Linked DNA regions of Mus musculus: region 2 is linked to region 1. A link is a contact called in public Hi-C data. All regions are on one chromosome and are shown on one strand. The core of a region is the stretch at or near the end of the contact, and the rest is flanking DNA. Distances in the headings are between cores, read along the strand shown. Region 1 has its middle 30 kb from the start of Gm42015. Region 2 has its middle 32 kb from the start of Gm42015.

Region 1 (7,276 bases), core at 2,012-4,511:
GGAAATGGCCAACCATTTCTCCCTTTCATTCCATACCAGCTATAAAACCAGATGACTCATGTTCACCACAATACCAGTTTAGCCTGTCTGACAGCTGGAAAACAAACGCTATTCACCAGTGCCTTTACCCTTGACTCTGGGCTTCACGAAGCGCCTGGATAGACAGACATCTCCCAGCAGAGAGCCTATATTAACTCAGGTTCAGATCCCTGCTCTACTGCTCAACAGGGCAATGGAGTGAGTGTCCTGACCTCTCTAAGCCTTGCCTGGGGATGGATGGGATCCCTCTGAGGATATCTGAAGCCACATTGGCACGAAAGGAAATCTAACAGTCTCTACCAGGCTGGGCGTGGTGACCCATGCCTTTTAAACTCGAACCTTGGGAGGCTGAGGCAGGTGGATCTCTAGGAGTTTGAGGCCAACCTGGGTTCCAGGACAGCCAAGGCTGTGTTGAGGGACTCCATCTCCAAACCAAACCACCAAAAAAAAAAAAAAAAAAAAAAAAAACCCAAACTACCCTCCCAAAAGCCCACAAACAAACAAACAAACAAAACCCAGCAATAACTAAAGCTAACCAGAGCAGGAACCAATCTCTTCTGGTTACAGGCAGGTCATAATCTTTATACTGGTTGGGGTAACAATCCCCCCTTCAATGCCTTATGGCTTCTAGGACTATGGAAGAAACCTCTTATGTTCTGTTGCCTCAGTTCCTCTGAGGTGGTAGCTTTTTTCCAGTCTCAATTTCTGCAAGCCTGGAGTGGATTCAGAAAGCTTCTGGTGGAAGGCAGGGACCTTTGGGCCATTGGCCATGGAAGGCCAGAGGGAGAGAGCGCTTCCTATGGAGGCTGGCCTGACCATGGGGTCACTGTCCCTGCTCGGATGAAGCACACAGGGCTAGTGGCTGATTGCCTGACACTCCATGACAGCTGATATGCATTCCTGGATCCTTTGTTCTTGACACTGTATGTGTGTGTGGTGTGTATGTGTGTGTGTTGTCTATGTGGGATGTGGATGTGTGTGTCTGTGTAGTATGTGTCTATGTGGTATGTATCTGTGTATATTTGTGTCTTTATGTGTGTCTCTGTGTGTATATGTCTGTATATGTGTCTATGTGTGTGTGTGTGTATGTGATGTGTCTCTGTGGTGTCTAAGTGGTGTATGTGTGTGTGTTATGTCTGTGTGATATATATCTGTGTTTATGTTTGTCTGTATGTGCATGTGTCTCTGTGTGTGGTATGTATGTGTATGAATGCATATATGGTGTGTCTCTCTCTGTGTGTGTGGTGTGTCTGTGTAGTGTCTATGTGGGGTATGGGTAGGTGTGTATAGTATATCTCTGTGTATGTGTGTCTCTGTGTGTATGTGTATATGTATGTATGTTTGTATGTGTGTCTGTGTGTGCGTATGTCTATATGTGTCTCTATGTGTATGTTTCTGTGTGTGTGTGTGTGGTGGTGGTGGTGGTGGTGGTGGTGGTGGTGGTGGTGGTGGTGTGTGTGTGTGTCTGTGTGTCTGTGTTAATGCCAGTGTGGATTTTTGCTTTCTGCTGTATTTAGTTGAGACAGAGTCTCTCACCAAACCTGAAGGTTAGTGTGGTTGGCTAAACTGGCATCCAGTGAGCTCTGGATGTCCATCTGTCTCTACTGGGGTTATAGATGCACACAGATATGACTGGGGATGGGGTTCCAAACTCAAATCCTTAAGCTTGTGTGGCTTCACACACCATGCCCTTGCCTAGCCCCAGTTCTGGATTCTGTAGTGCCCTGGAGACATGTTCCTACCCCACTCACCCTGGAGTGAGAGGCACAGGGCTAACTTTTCCCTGAAGAGACCGTCTCCTGCGGGCAGACCTGTGCCCCAAGGATGGCAGCAGTTACAGGGAGATAGAGTAGTGAGCTTCATTTCAGGGCTGGATGGAGCTAAATAGAATCCAGGGAGTCTCCTGTAGGTTGTGGAACATCATGGATTCTCCACGATGAGAGCTGAGTCACCTGCTTCTCCAGCTCAAGACCTGCTTTGCCTGGACAGTCACCATTGGTCTCTTTCAGCATTCACTATGGTAGCATCCTCAGTGTTCTGTGTCCAGCAGGGGGCTCTATGGATATTCTGTAGTCCGAGGGCTTGTTGTCAAAGGTGGGCTTGGAGAAACACATCAAAAGACAGGCTGGGTCCTGCTGGCGTCAATATTTTCCCAGAATGCCTTTCATGCCCTCCATGGTCAGGGTTTTATTCCTGTTATTCTTCCCATCACGAATGCAAGAATGACGTCACACTTGTAGAGTCAAAGCCTGGGATTGTGAGTCAGAATCTGGATCTTTGAATCCTTAGTCCCTGGAATGGCTGTGTCTGCAGGGAGGGCAGATCCTTAGCGCAGCGCACAGCACCAAAGGGTCTCTCTCGTCTCAAGATACAGAATGGGAACTTTGTTTCCACCTTTGTCCTCAGTGGGATCTGGAAAATGAAGGTCTATGCCACCATGCCTCTGGGGGTATAAAGCAGGTGATGTGTGTTGTTATTCCACAAGGAGTAGCGGTTTGTTGCAAAGTGTGCCCCCAGGAGGTTAAAACTGTAACAGTTACTCCAGACCTGGTCCTTAATAGTGCTCGCTTTAAGGATGTTAGCAACACAGTACTGGCTTTTCATTTGGTTGGGTTTCCAGAGGGAATGTCGGTGGCCGTATGTGGACAGAACGGCAGGCTGCTCTTCTCGGAAGCTCTTCCAGGTCAGTAGCTGGAGGAACCAGGCTGCCTAGGCACCAAGGCCAGATGCCCAGGGAAGGTGCTGACAAGAATGAGGCAGAGAGCCTGTTGCTGGGGCTTAGGCTAATTGTACCTGGCAGCTCGTCAGTCCTGCCTTCCGTTCTGCTGGCCCTGGGAAGGCCGATCACGTTTCTGTCCTCTGACTAAGCTGCAATGTGTCTTCTTTGGAGGCCTGACAGATTTCACCCCCCACCCCACCACCCACCCCCAATGGAACCCCGATGGCTTGCATTTGACAGCTTGGTTGAGCTCTTAGTGGGGCAAGGGGAAGTAAGATGGGGGTAGTAATGGCAGGGTGTGTGTGGGTGTGGGTGATGGTAGGATGTGTGTGTGTGTGTGGGGGGGGTGATGGTGGGGTGTGGATTTCTAGAGGGAGGGCACTTTCCGAAGCCTGGAAACCATCTCTGAGTTGGAAACAGAGCAAGCAGGAATGTTCAGCTGTTCGTGGGTCATTCTGACCTCCCCCACCCTGAGGCCAGGGCACACATGTGCTTCTGGAGAGAGACTCTTGCCAGCAGGAATCAGATAGCAGAGTGCTCTGCCTCTCCTCCCGGGTTCCTGACCAAGCTAGGTTCCTCCCCAGCCAACACACTGAGCCCCGTCTCATGCTTCCCAGGCTCTTTCCCCAACACTCGGTCATAACAGGGCTCTCCAGACACACCTTGCTGGGGGACCATGCCACTCACCTGCCTAACCATGTCCTCAGTTTACTGTGGCTCTTGGGCGCTTGTCCAGGTTTGTATCTCTATGGTCAAGGAGGCCCTGTGTGACCTGACCTAGCTTTTCTCTTCCCAGCAACGTCATCTAACACTTGAGCATTCCTTTCAGAGAGAGGAGGGTGTGAGCGCTCAGTGTGTGTGTGTGTGTGTGTGTGTGTGTGTGTGTGTGTACAAGTACACATTCGTTTCTGCATGTGGAACTCAGAGGACAACTGAAACTTCCCAGTGTCATTCTCTGGTACCTTCCCCCTTTCATTTGGAATAGGGTCTCTCATTGGCCAGTAACATCCTGGTGCCTTCCCCCTTTCATTTGGAATAGGGTCTCCCATTGGCCAGGAACATCCCTACGTTTCCCAGATTAGCTCTGCCTCCCCATTTCCCCTGTCAATGGGATTACAAGCCTATGTGGGTTCCCCTCCAACCCTAGATTTTTATGTGAGCTCTGAGAATCTGAACTCAGGCCCTCATCCTTGCAAGGCCAGAGCTTTACTGACTGAGACATCACTGCCTTCCCAACCCCCACCCCGCATATTCCCCAGTCTTCTCTGCCCACAGATCTCTAAATGTCTCCTGCCTCCCTTCCTATCTCAGCTGAGCAGCCCTCTCTCCCCACCCAAGGTCATTGCCCTTGTAAGTCTTTGTTGTGAGGACCTGGACATTGCCTCTCTGTGTTCTCTATGCTTCCAGTGGCCTGCGTAGATAGGACCCATGTGCCGTTCCACTTAGAATCTGGGATGTCATAGGTATACAGCAGGGGCTGCTCGTGTGTTCTTGTACCCGACTCTTCACATTGCCACAGGTGACCATGCTCTTGGGGCCAAGTAGAAGCCAGGATATCCCCCAGCAGCTGACACCATCCGGCTGGTCTAAGTAACAAGGCAGTATCTTCCACATGTCCCTGAAAAATCCAGTGTATAGGTTTGTCCATCTTGCCCCTGCGCCGGGATGTGCTCTGTCACTTCGTGGACAAACCCTGCCCCCTGCTGGCTTTCTGGTAGCATTAGCTACCAGGGCATGGATGATGAAGGGGAGGGAGGAGTCTGCATGTGGGGATGGGGATGGGGGTGGGGGTGGGAGGGGACATGCATTCCTCAGCTGAAGGTCAGAGCCCTTACAGACTGGGCTCTGTCCTGTGTCCTTCAGGTCCCGGAGTGGGAAGACCCCAAGCTGTACTGACTCCGTGGGCTGGTCCATCCCTGTCTCTCCCCCACATACACTCCTGGTCTGGTTTGAGACTGTCTCCTCCCAGCTAAGACACTGACCCATAAGGAGTAATACACCTGCTGACACATGGAGAGGGCTTCGTTAGTTAGTTCACACATGGCTGTGGCTAACACACCTGAGAGAATTAATCCAGTAGAGGATAGGCTTCTTTGGGATTTTGTAGACTGTAGTCTCGGGGATACCCACATGTGGGCAGAGTGCCATGGTGAAGGCAAGACAGGAAAAGAGGGGAGCAATTTACTTCATGGCAGATGGGGCAGAGAGCACAGGGTGCTTCCAGTCCCCACAGCGCCCCCCCCCCCATTTTCATCATTAATTGCCTGATAGACATTGTGGCTCACATTCAATATACATTGTCACCCCATCCTCCATCAGCAGTTCTGGGAGGTGGGACTGTCCCCTGCCTCCTTGATGTAAGCACTGGGCTCAGTGTCCACCGAGTCTCACTTCTTTTTCATATCTAGGGGTCGGACCCCTCTTGAACCCATTTTATAGGCAAGTAAACTGAGGTTCAGCAAGGTGGACTCTATTATCCCAAGACGATCCAGGAGTCAGAGGTGAGACCTGAATCCACACAGTTCTGAGCTAGAGCTGAGCCTTTGCTCTGACATCATGTATGGGACCTTTGTGGGTACAGGCTAGCCTTGCGATACATCCCAGGCCTGTTCAGCCCATGAGGAGCACCCTGAGCAACTTACAGAGCTCATACTTTTCAGTATCATAGAAAGGCAGACTAAACTTCTCCTGGTGCCCTAGAAACCAACAGCGCCGATACAGCCATATACCAGGGATGGAGATCTGGAGCCATTGGCCGCTTGGTGACCTCCTGATGCCAAATCAGAAGCCGAGTTCTCCAGGCAGAGGCACGAGTGTCATTCATTATTTGGCACCTCATGTTTGCAATTGGTCGGCTTATTCTCCAGTCTCACCTCTTCCAGTTTCACATCACTGACTGTTTTGAAAGAGCTAAGACAGATAAGACCGGCTACCTTGAGAGCTTTGGATGAAGAAGCATGCCTGTTTTGCAGGTAGAAAGAGGGAAGGGAGAAGAAATTCCTTGGAGAGGGGAGGCTAAAGTGTGGTTCCTACCTGACATGAAGCTCAGACTGATGATCAAGTGTGGATAGAGAGCCTAAGGCTGGCCAAGATGTTCCTGGGACCTCTTCTGCCACTGGTGACTTCCTCTGGGCGGTGGAACTGTGTGCATCTGTAGTTAAGTGTCGGGGAGAACGATGGGTGCCCGCTTGGACCCACTGACCCGTCCTTCCTAACAAACAGGATTTGTGTTTTGTGCACAGCCTCTGCAGAACCAGGCTATGGATCCTTGCCGTTCTAAGTCCTGCTCCCCAGCTTCCCAGCTTTGCAGCTACACCTGATCCTGCGGTAGAGCATCTGTTACAGGAGATTCCGGGGAACTGTATTCTCATGGAAATGGAGGCAGCTATGGCTGGATCTGCAGCAGACGCTTTGTCAAAATACCTGTCAAAAGAATGTGTGCAAGCTGCCAAGCCACAGCACGACCTTGACCTTGGTCAAAATTCTCCCTTTGAAAGAAAAAGGGAAGCCAGTTAGCCCAAAGCTCTGGAAGCTGAGACCATTCACAGATACAGAGCTCATTCCCAAGTCTTTCCTTCAGAGGCAAACAAGTCCTGAGAGTCCTTTCTGGAGCCAGACTCCTTTCTCTTGATCCTCCATCCCGTATCAGAAGAAAGCACTGCACCCACTTAAAAGGTTATAATGCAGAGTCCTGTTCAGTCTCTTGTAGTTCACCCTCGTCTCTAAGTGTATAACATGGTTTCTGTTCACAAAACCACGTGCTGCCCTGCCCCCCATTGGCTCTGTGCATCATTCACGTTTCCTCAGAAGAATGGCGGGGTTGTCATGGACCATGCCCGAACTCCAGATGATGGGATCATGAGTGTACCAGAGGTTATTGGGGCTGAAACTCAGCAGTTGGGTACTTGTGTGCTGTTCTTCCGGCCCAGAGACACCTGCTGTAGTGTTGAAATCCCTGGGCGTGCTGAACAGTGATTTGTGATCGTGGGTGAGCAATCCTGGGCAAACAGCCTGGGCAGCACAGCTACGGAAGCAGTGGTCGGAGCTCGAAGCTTCTCATACATCCACATCCAATGTGTATGGCCTCAGTGCCCCTCAGAGACCAGGGCATCGGAACCAGCAGCATGATGGGCAAAGACAGAAAGACTCATGAAGAAGTGCTCCAATCTTTCCTTCCCTGCAAGTCATCAATTCCCAGTGGCGAATACAGCCGTGTTTTCCCCAACAAAGATGATTTTTATATAACTTCTTTATGCTTCCTTAATGTGTTTGTTTATTTGCTTGTTTTTCCCCACTGAGCCAAACCCATTTTCACTCAAAAAATTTTAAAGAATTATTTATTCATTTTATGTATGTGAGTACACTGTCGCCATCCTGAGACACACCAGAAGAGGGCATCAGAGCCCGTGACATATGGTTGTGAGCCACCATGGGGTTGCTGGAAATTGAACTCAGGACCTCTGGAAGAGCAGTCAGTGCTCTTAACCCCCCAGTCATCTCTCCAGCCCTTAACTCAAT
Region 2 (7,229 bases), core at 4,673-7,172, 64 kb after region 1:
CATCACCATCCCACCCTCATCATCTCTACCACCACAACTACCAAACCCAAATGGTCCCTGTCACCACCCTCTTTTCCACCAGCATCATCACTATCTCTACCCTACATCCTCAGCGCTGTTTATCTTTACCACCACCATCACGGCTGTTATCACTATCATCACCATCATCAGCAACATCATGGCTACTACCATCACCATCATCAGCAACATCATGGCTACTACCATCATCATCTCCATTACAGCCACCAACATCAGCACCACCACGTTGGCCATCATGACTGTTGTGGTCATTGTTGCCACAGTCACTCTATGGACCCCAACCCGGTACTGTTATCCCGACTCCAATCAAGATCTATCATCTGCTGTGCGGCAGTTCATTGCTGCTCACAGAGGGACCATTTTCTCCTTTACTTCTCAAGGACTTCTGTGAGGACTCAGACTCTGCATTTTGAATGTCATTATTTCATCTTTACAGGTGAGGAGGACGTTGAGGCAACCCCCATTTTCCAGAGTTCGTAGAGTTCACATCACATCAAGATTGGTTTTATTTTTAACAAGAGTCAGGAGCCCTGTCCAGATGTCTTAAGGTTCAGTCTGTCAGAGTCTGGAGGGTTATTTTTCAATGTCTTGAGCATCACCAGACTGGTGCTTGCTTATTATTTTTATTATTTTCTCTTTGCGTAAAGCTGGGTGTTCAATGATATAGGTGTTTTATAGAGATGCTTTCAGGGGTCTTCTTGGGTTTCTTTGTGTATGGGGAAACCAAGGCTCAGAGAGACACGCCTCTCCCATGGCCACATAAAAGTCAGAATCAGTCTGGTGTGACTTTTCTCAAGGGACAAAGAACATTCCCAAGGTGTCCCTTGGTTCACTTGCATACTCAGTGAGGAGACCAATCAGAGGGCAGGGTCTCTCGCATGCTCAGAAAGGAGACCAATCAGAGGGCAGGGTCTCTCGCATGCTCGGAGAGGAGACCAATCAGAGGGCAGGGTCTGGAGTCACTGCCCTGGGTCACAGTCCTCGCTATTGTCTTTAGGGTTGTATTGTCTTTTAGTGTCTATTTGTCAAGTGGCTTGAGCTTTCTGAGCCTCGGTTTCCCTACCTTATAAAAGTGGGGGAGGGCTGTGTGTGTGTGGCATAGTCCTTGCAAGGCGTGGGGCAGTGAGATTGACTAAGTCGACGTTGAAAGTGTCTACTACTTACCAGGATCTTTAAGTGTGAGTCACAGAGTTGCTAATCACAGTTCTGGTAACGACATGCTCTTACTACAGAATGCAGGTCACAGAGATGTCATATAGAATTATCATATAGGGTGTGTTGCCTTTGATGCTAACAGCTTCTTACTCGCTATGCATCCTGTCCTATTCCTACGTAGTAATTCCACTGGGGGGGGGGGGGCTTTTAGTGAAGTGAGCCGGAGTCCCCTTCCTGCTTCAGCTGGTTGATTTTGGTACCATGAACTATGGTGGAATGACGGAGCCTGGCACTTCCAGAAGACTGGGGCCTTGTGTCATGTACGACTGAGAAACCAACCCCCCCCCACCACCAGTCAAATTATTAATTAGTTGCCTTATTGACTAATTTCTAAGCACTCAGTTAGATTGGGAAAGCAATCCAATTTGGAAAGGAGATCAGTGAAAAGCCTTAGCTCATCCATTTTTCAATTGGGCGCATTTCACTGTCTGGAAATAAAGAAACTGGAAGTGAGGCCTCACAGCCCCATGGAGCCTGCGATGTCTGGGACTGAGTGGAATAGTTAAATGGCCGAGGATGTGTGTGCACAGATAGATACCCAGAAACACGGACTTAATGACACACAGGTATACAAAGACACACACTCACATATACACATAGGCATACAAACACACAGAGACTTCAGACAGAGACACACATAGACAGACATGCATGCACACACACACACGCACACACACACACACACACACACACAGACAAACCCAGAGACCTCAGACAGAGACACACATAGACATATAGACACACAGAGATATACAGACATGAGAGATGTGCACACACACATACACACAGAAACACACTTAGAGACCTCAGACACACATAGACATACAGACATGAGTCATACAGATACACACACACACAGACAAACATACAAACACACACAGAGACATAGATACAGACATACACATACAAACATACACACACAGAAGTAAAAACACACATAGAAATACACCCAGAAAGATATACAGACACAGAGACACACCCAGAATGAGAGACGTGCAGATATATATACAGATACATACACATAGACACCAATACAGAGACATATCCGCACACAGAGAGAAATACGGACCCACAGATATGCAGACATAACATACACACACACACACACACACACACACACACACACACACACATAGACACAAGCAGATAAGCACACATACATGCAAACACAGAAATATACAGGCCCATCCGTAGACATACCTTCCTAGTTTAAGGACATTAAAAAAAAAAAAAAAAAAAAAAAAAAGAAGCAATTCAAAGCTGGCTGTCTCTGCTAAGACTCCACACTCCACCCCAGACACCTGCCATTCGGTACAGACGAAAATGGAACGGGGCCTATTGTGGTTAGCTAACATCCATTTTGGAGTAACATCTCTTGCAAATGCTTCCCTACCGTCCCCACGGAGGCAAAGACTGTTTTCCAGGTGTGGGAGGAACGCTACCTCAAGTCCCAGTGACTCCTTCCCAGCCCTCACTATCTGGGGTCTTAATCCATGCTTTACAAGCGAGAGAAAAACAGAGATTAAAAGTACCCAGTGGGGTTTGCTGACCTCCGCGATGGTGGTCACTTTCTCTTTCACTTTGGACAAAGACTAAAGGGACAGTTTCTCTCTTGGGTGAGTCCTCTGCAGACCCCACAGGAGTGGCTGCACCCAGAAAGGCCGCAGAATCCAGATCCCCTCTCTAGAAACCCTCCTACAGAGAAACCAAAGCAAACAGCATAGAAATCTGGCTTTTCATTTTTGGGGGATGTTTCCTGGCACCCCCAACCCCAAACATGCTTTCGGTTTGGTTTTATTTGGCAGTAGACGGAACCATTTATGGGCCAAGGGCCACGGGGTGACAAAGCGATTCAGGTAAATGAGTTTCTGCGTGCCTAGAATGGCCTTCAGCTTCGGCAGCTGGGCTTCTGAGAGAGAAAGCCTCTCTCCCGTTTTCCCCTAAGCCCTTTTAAAAGGATTTTTTCTTCTCCTCCCTTTCCAAATCTCTTCAAGAAAGAGTTTCTTTTCTTTCATACAGAGGGGATCATGGAATTAAAGTCACCAAAATATCTTAACATCAGGGTAAACAGCATTTAATAGAATCCAAATTAGATACATTAAAGAAGAGAGAATCTTAAAAAAAAATTCTCTCCTTCCTTCCTTCCTTCCTTCCTTCCTTCCTTCCTTCCTTCCTTCCTTTTCTATTTCTTTTTCTTTTTTCTTTTTTTCTTTTTCTTTTGGCCAGTACTCTTAAAGGATCCAGGGTATATGAAGAGAAAACCTCAAGGTTCATTTCAAATTACTAACTGTTATAACCCGTGGAAAACATTTACTCACAGTGAGCAGTGAGCGCCTGCTTCTCCCCACATCCCAACTCTTTAAAATCTTAGGATGCAGTGAAACTGAAAGTCCCCCCAGCTCCCAGAAACTGAAAGTCACCCCCCCCCAGCTCTCAGACGCACAGAAGCCATGTCCATAAAACCCGTGAGTTCAGTTTTCTACTACTCTGTGGTAATTAATGACACCGTAGTAAATTAATGATCTGGAATCCATAAATGGCTCAGAACTAGAGCCTTCTGGAAGGGCTCCTGGTGGTGTCCTGGGTCCTTATGCTTTGATATTTGGGACAGAAACACTTCAGGAGGGTGTGACTTCATGGCAGTCCACAGACACCTGAGCACAGCCAGGGTCACTCCACCAACGTGTTTGTTCCCCCCCAAGCCCCAGCTCCCCAACTCTGTATTCTTTCTGATTCTCTCCTGGGTTTTCCATCAAAAAACAAAACAAAACAAAACAACCCAAAGCCTGCACGATTCTATTATATAGCACGTCTCCTTTCTCCTTCTAAACCCTTCTTACTATAAAATAGCCAGAAGTTGTCTCCAGGGTCCGCAAGTCCTTGTGGTTAAATGTACATTTCAGGTGGGGAAGGGCATAGTGTGGAGACAAAGGACGGGCATAGCCAGGGCCCGGGCGGCAGCATAAGGCTGGTGTTGAAATAACACTTCTCTGTTTAGACAGGGGGTCAGGAAGCCTGAGGTTCACCCAGGCATTCCATACTTCTAAATCTGTTGTCGGCAAAGGGACAGCGGTGCGGAGCCCTTGCCTGGCATCAGCCTGGTTTTGAATTTCCTGGGTTTTTGTTGGATCCTATCACCATGAAATAGTATATATATTTCTCCCCCTAAAACATATATTTAATTTCCTTTGCCAAGAGGAAAACTAATACTTTTCCCACCAAGTTTTGAGAAAGTACATGCTATCTTTCTCAATAGAGTATCATCTATTAATTTTTTTGAGAGCTAAAAAAAGAAGGTGTGGGAACCGTAAGGCAATATTCTAAACCCATTTTATTGTTTCTTTTCTATTTTCTTTTTTGGTCAGATGGGAGAAACCTGAACTTGATTTATTATTTCATGTGTAGATATAACGTAGATATTCCAGTTTGACATTTCCTGAGAAATATTTCCGTCTCTGAGGTCCTAAAAAAAAAAATCAAAAAAAAATTTTCCTCTCTGTTTGTTGTGCTTGGTGGCAAATGAGAGGAACCCTTTAATGCTCTTTATGTTTAAGATGTTATTAACTTAAAAGAATTGACTGGGAAATTATGAACTTTATAAAAGACAGACATGACTTGCAAGCCAGTTCCTTTCAGCACTGCTTCTTTAAAAGCCACCCCCCCCCCAATTCTTTCTTCCTATAATTATAGAATGTTTTAAAAGCGAGCAGTTATGTCTGACGTACCTTGTGATTTAAAGTGGAACGTTCTCAACGTCAGAGGAATGATTTCTGCATTTGGTAGCTCAGTAAAAATCAAAAGCAGTTTTAGGGAGAGAGAGAGAGAGAGAGAGAGAGAGAGAGAGAGAGAGAGAGAGAACACAACCAGATTTGTTGTTGTTCTCAAATCAGCCTTGAATGTAGTCCTTCTTGGGTGGGGGGGGGGGACCACTGGGAGTCGGGGTGGGGGAGATAGACGGGGTAGGTAGAATTTCAGATCGGAACAAAGTTCGAGACACACAACAGGAAAACTGGCCCTTTAATGAGAGAAGTGGAAAAAAGAAAAAAGAAAAAAGGAAAAAAGAAAAGAAAAGAAAAGAAAAGAAAGAAAGAAAGAAAGAAAGAAAAAGAAAAAGGCCTAATCACTAGGACCCTCTGAAATGACACTTCAGATAACATCAGAGCTGTACCGAGTTTTTCATGAGAGAAAAAAAAAGATGAATATTTAATGGCTTCAATGAGCCCTAAGTCTGAGACCCTGCTCAACACACTCTTTCCTCAAGTAGCTTTTTATAATCTTGAAAATATTTATGGAAACGGCTCTTCCTCTGGTTTACGCTGTCCGTGCCCTCCCATAACCCCTTTACTTTGTCCCAACTGTAATTTGCTTTATTAAGAACTTTGAGGAGTTGATACAGTGGCCCAAGTTATCTATTCACAGTCACTGTGGGGTGGCCAGAATCTGCCTGCAAATTTAATGCCCCCCCACCCCGCCACCATAAGTAATGCCCCCTCCCCCATGAGTTTCAGTGATTGAGTACTTTTTTTTTTCCCTTTCTGGGGAACATCAAACAATTTAAGAAAAATGTCAAAGGTTTCAATTTATGGACAGCGAGTAATGAACTGGTCAGCGTTCTCGCCGTGGAAGCAGAATGCGAAGCGTCATAAACAAGCAGCGCTCACACACCTTCTCGCACTCGCTCGCACACGCTCCTTCTATCACCCTCTTCTAGCAATCTGGAGGACGAGGACGGGAGACTAAAGTCTTTTAGAAATTTCCAAGTCAGATCTCAACTAAAATAGGATTAAAGGGATAATGGGGGGGTGGGGGGAGAAAAAAATCGCAGAGCAAGGTTGCTTGCCCCCTCTTTTCCTGGTCTCCCAAAGGAGGTGAAAGGAATCGGAAGTTACTTTTCAAAGCTGCCCCCGTCTGTTCGTCCGTCCCCTGGCCTGGCTAGTGGTAGACCCTTAAAAGACTCTGAGAGTAGAAACATCTTCCTGTCCCCTCCTCTTTTCGCGGTAGGAAACACAAAGGCGATGGGAAGCCGCAAGGTGGCCCTTGGGGTCCCTTCCAGGTGCTACTGCAGGGGGCACTGTGACATCAAGAACTTTCTCAGCCGCTGCTTGCAGCTGGGCTGATCGTTCAGAGAACAAACCTCAGAGGCTACAACCATTTTCTCCTCGGATGTCCCTAACTTGTATTCTTACAAAGAAATGGAGATGGAAACCTGCCACTCCCCACCCCCCCACCCCTCAACTTCCGTATCGTATATGCAGCGTTTAATTTCTGCACCAATCTTTGTAAATATCACCAGCATCTCCTTTCCCCTCACAACCCCCCCCCCCCATGTTTTCTCCTTTTCTCTTGATTTCTCTTTCCAGTTTCTTCTCCTTGCTCTGCCTCCTCTTATTGCCTCCTGCAGACACCGGGGGGGGGGGGGGGGCGCACACACCTCCCATCTACCTTGGCTGCGTATTTCTGCACCGCTCTGAGAGAGTCTTCCCGGGCTGCGCCTGGCCTTTGCATCCTCCAGATTGGAGCAAAGCGCTGGCTCTTGGCTCTGTACTTTCACAGATCTTTACAGTAATTATGTGGGAACTTCAAAGCAAGGCTATTTGTTTCTCTCTCTCTCTCTCTCTCTCTCTCTCTCTCTCTCTCTCTCTCTCTCTCTCGTTCTCTCTCCTCGCACTACTGAAAGTCCAAACAAAAAATTCTGTCTGCAGACATCGCAGAAAACTGTGTTGAACTTAGCAGCTAGTATTTCAAATAAACAATGCTTGAAACAAAACAAAACAACAAACAAAAACAACACCCCCACCAACCCCCAAACCTCTTCATACTTCTGAGAAAGATAGTGGGGGGAACTCAATGAAGAACCAGTTTCCACTCGAAATGTTCGGATCCTGTCTCAGCCTCTTATACCTTGTGGACTAGAGACCAGGAGTGGCCTTGGAGGAGGAGGCCAAGGAGAACTTTCATTCAAGTTTTCAGTAGCT

The links. Hi-C and Micro-C count contacts between places; a contact is called where the count stands out from the background.
Region 2: a contact with region 1 is called in a Hi-C map of uterus, with 5 times the contacts expected there. The contact joins two enhancer-like sites. A contact is called at or near these places in 7 of 484 Hi-C or Micro-C datasets (the AtT-20 cell line, myocytes and uterus), 2 of 115 datasets of contacts at active chromatin or transcription factors (craniofacial prominence and embryonic stem cells) and 1 of 9 other capture datasets (embryonic stem cells).

What each region holds. Positions count from the first base shown.
Region 1 is chr5:118,809,805-118,817,080 of GRCm38.p6, forward strand. No RefSeq gene overlaps it. Among named protein-coding and RNA genes, the nearest start is that of Gm42015, 30 kb to the right of the region's middle. Within about 2 kb of position 3,262, at least 21 of the 459 cell types and tissues checked have an H3K27ac peak or open chromatin away from gene starts, as enhancers often do. A contact at or near this core is called in uterus, where this site is marked.
Region 2 is chr5:118,871,244-118,878,472 of GRCm38.p6, forward strand. No RefSeq gene overlaps it. Among named protein-coding and RNA genes, the nearest start is that of Gm42015, 32 kb to the left of the region's middle. Within about 2 kb of position 5,923, at least 18 of the 459 cell types and tissues checked have an H3K27ac peak or open chromatin away from gene starts, as enhancers often do. A contact at or near this core is called in uterus, where this site is marked.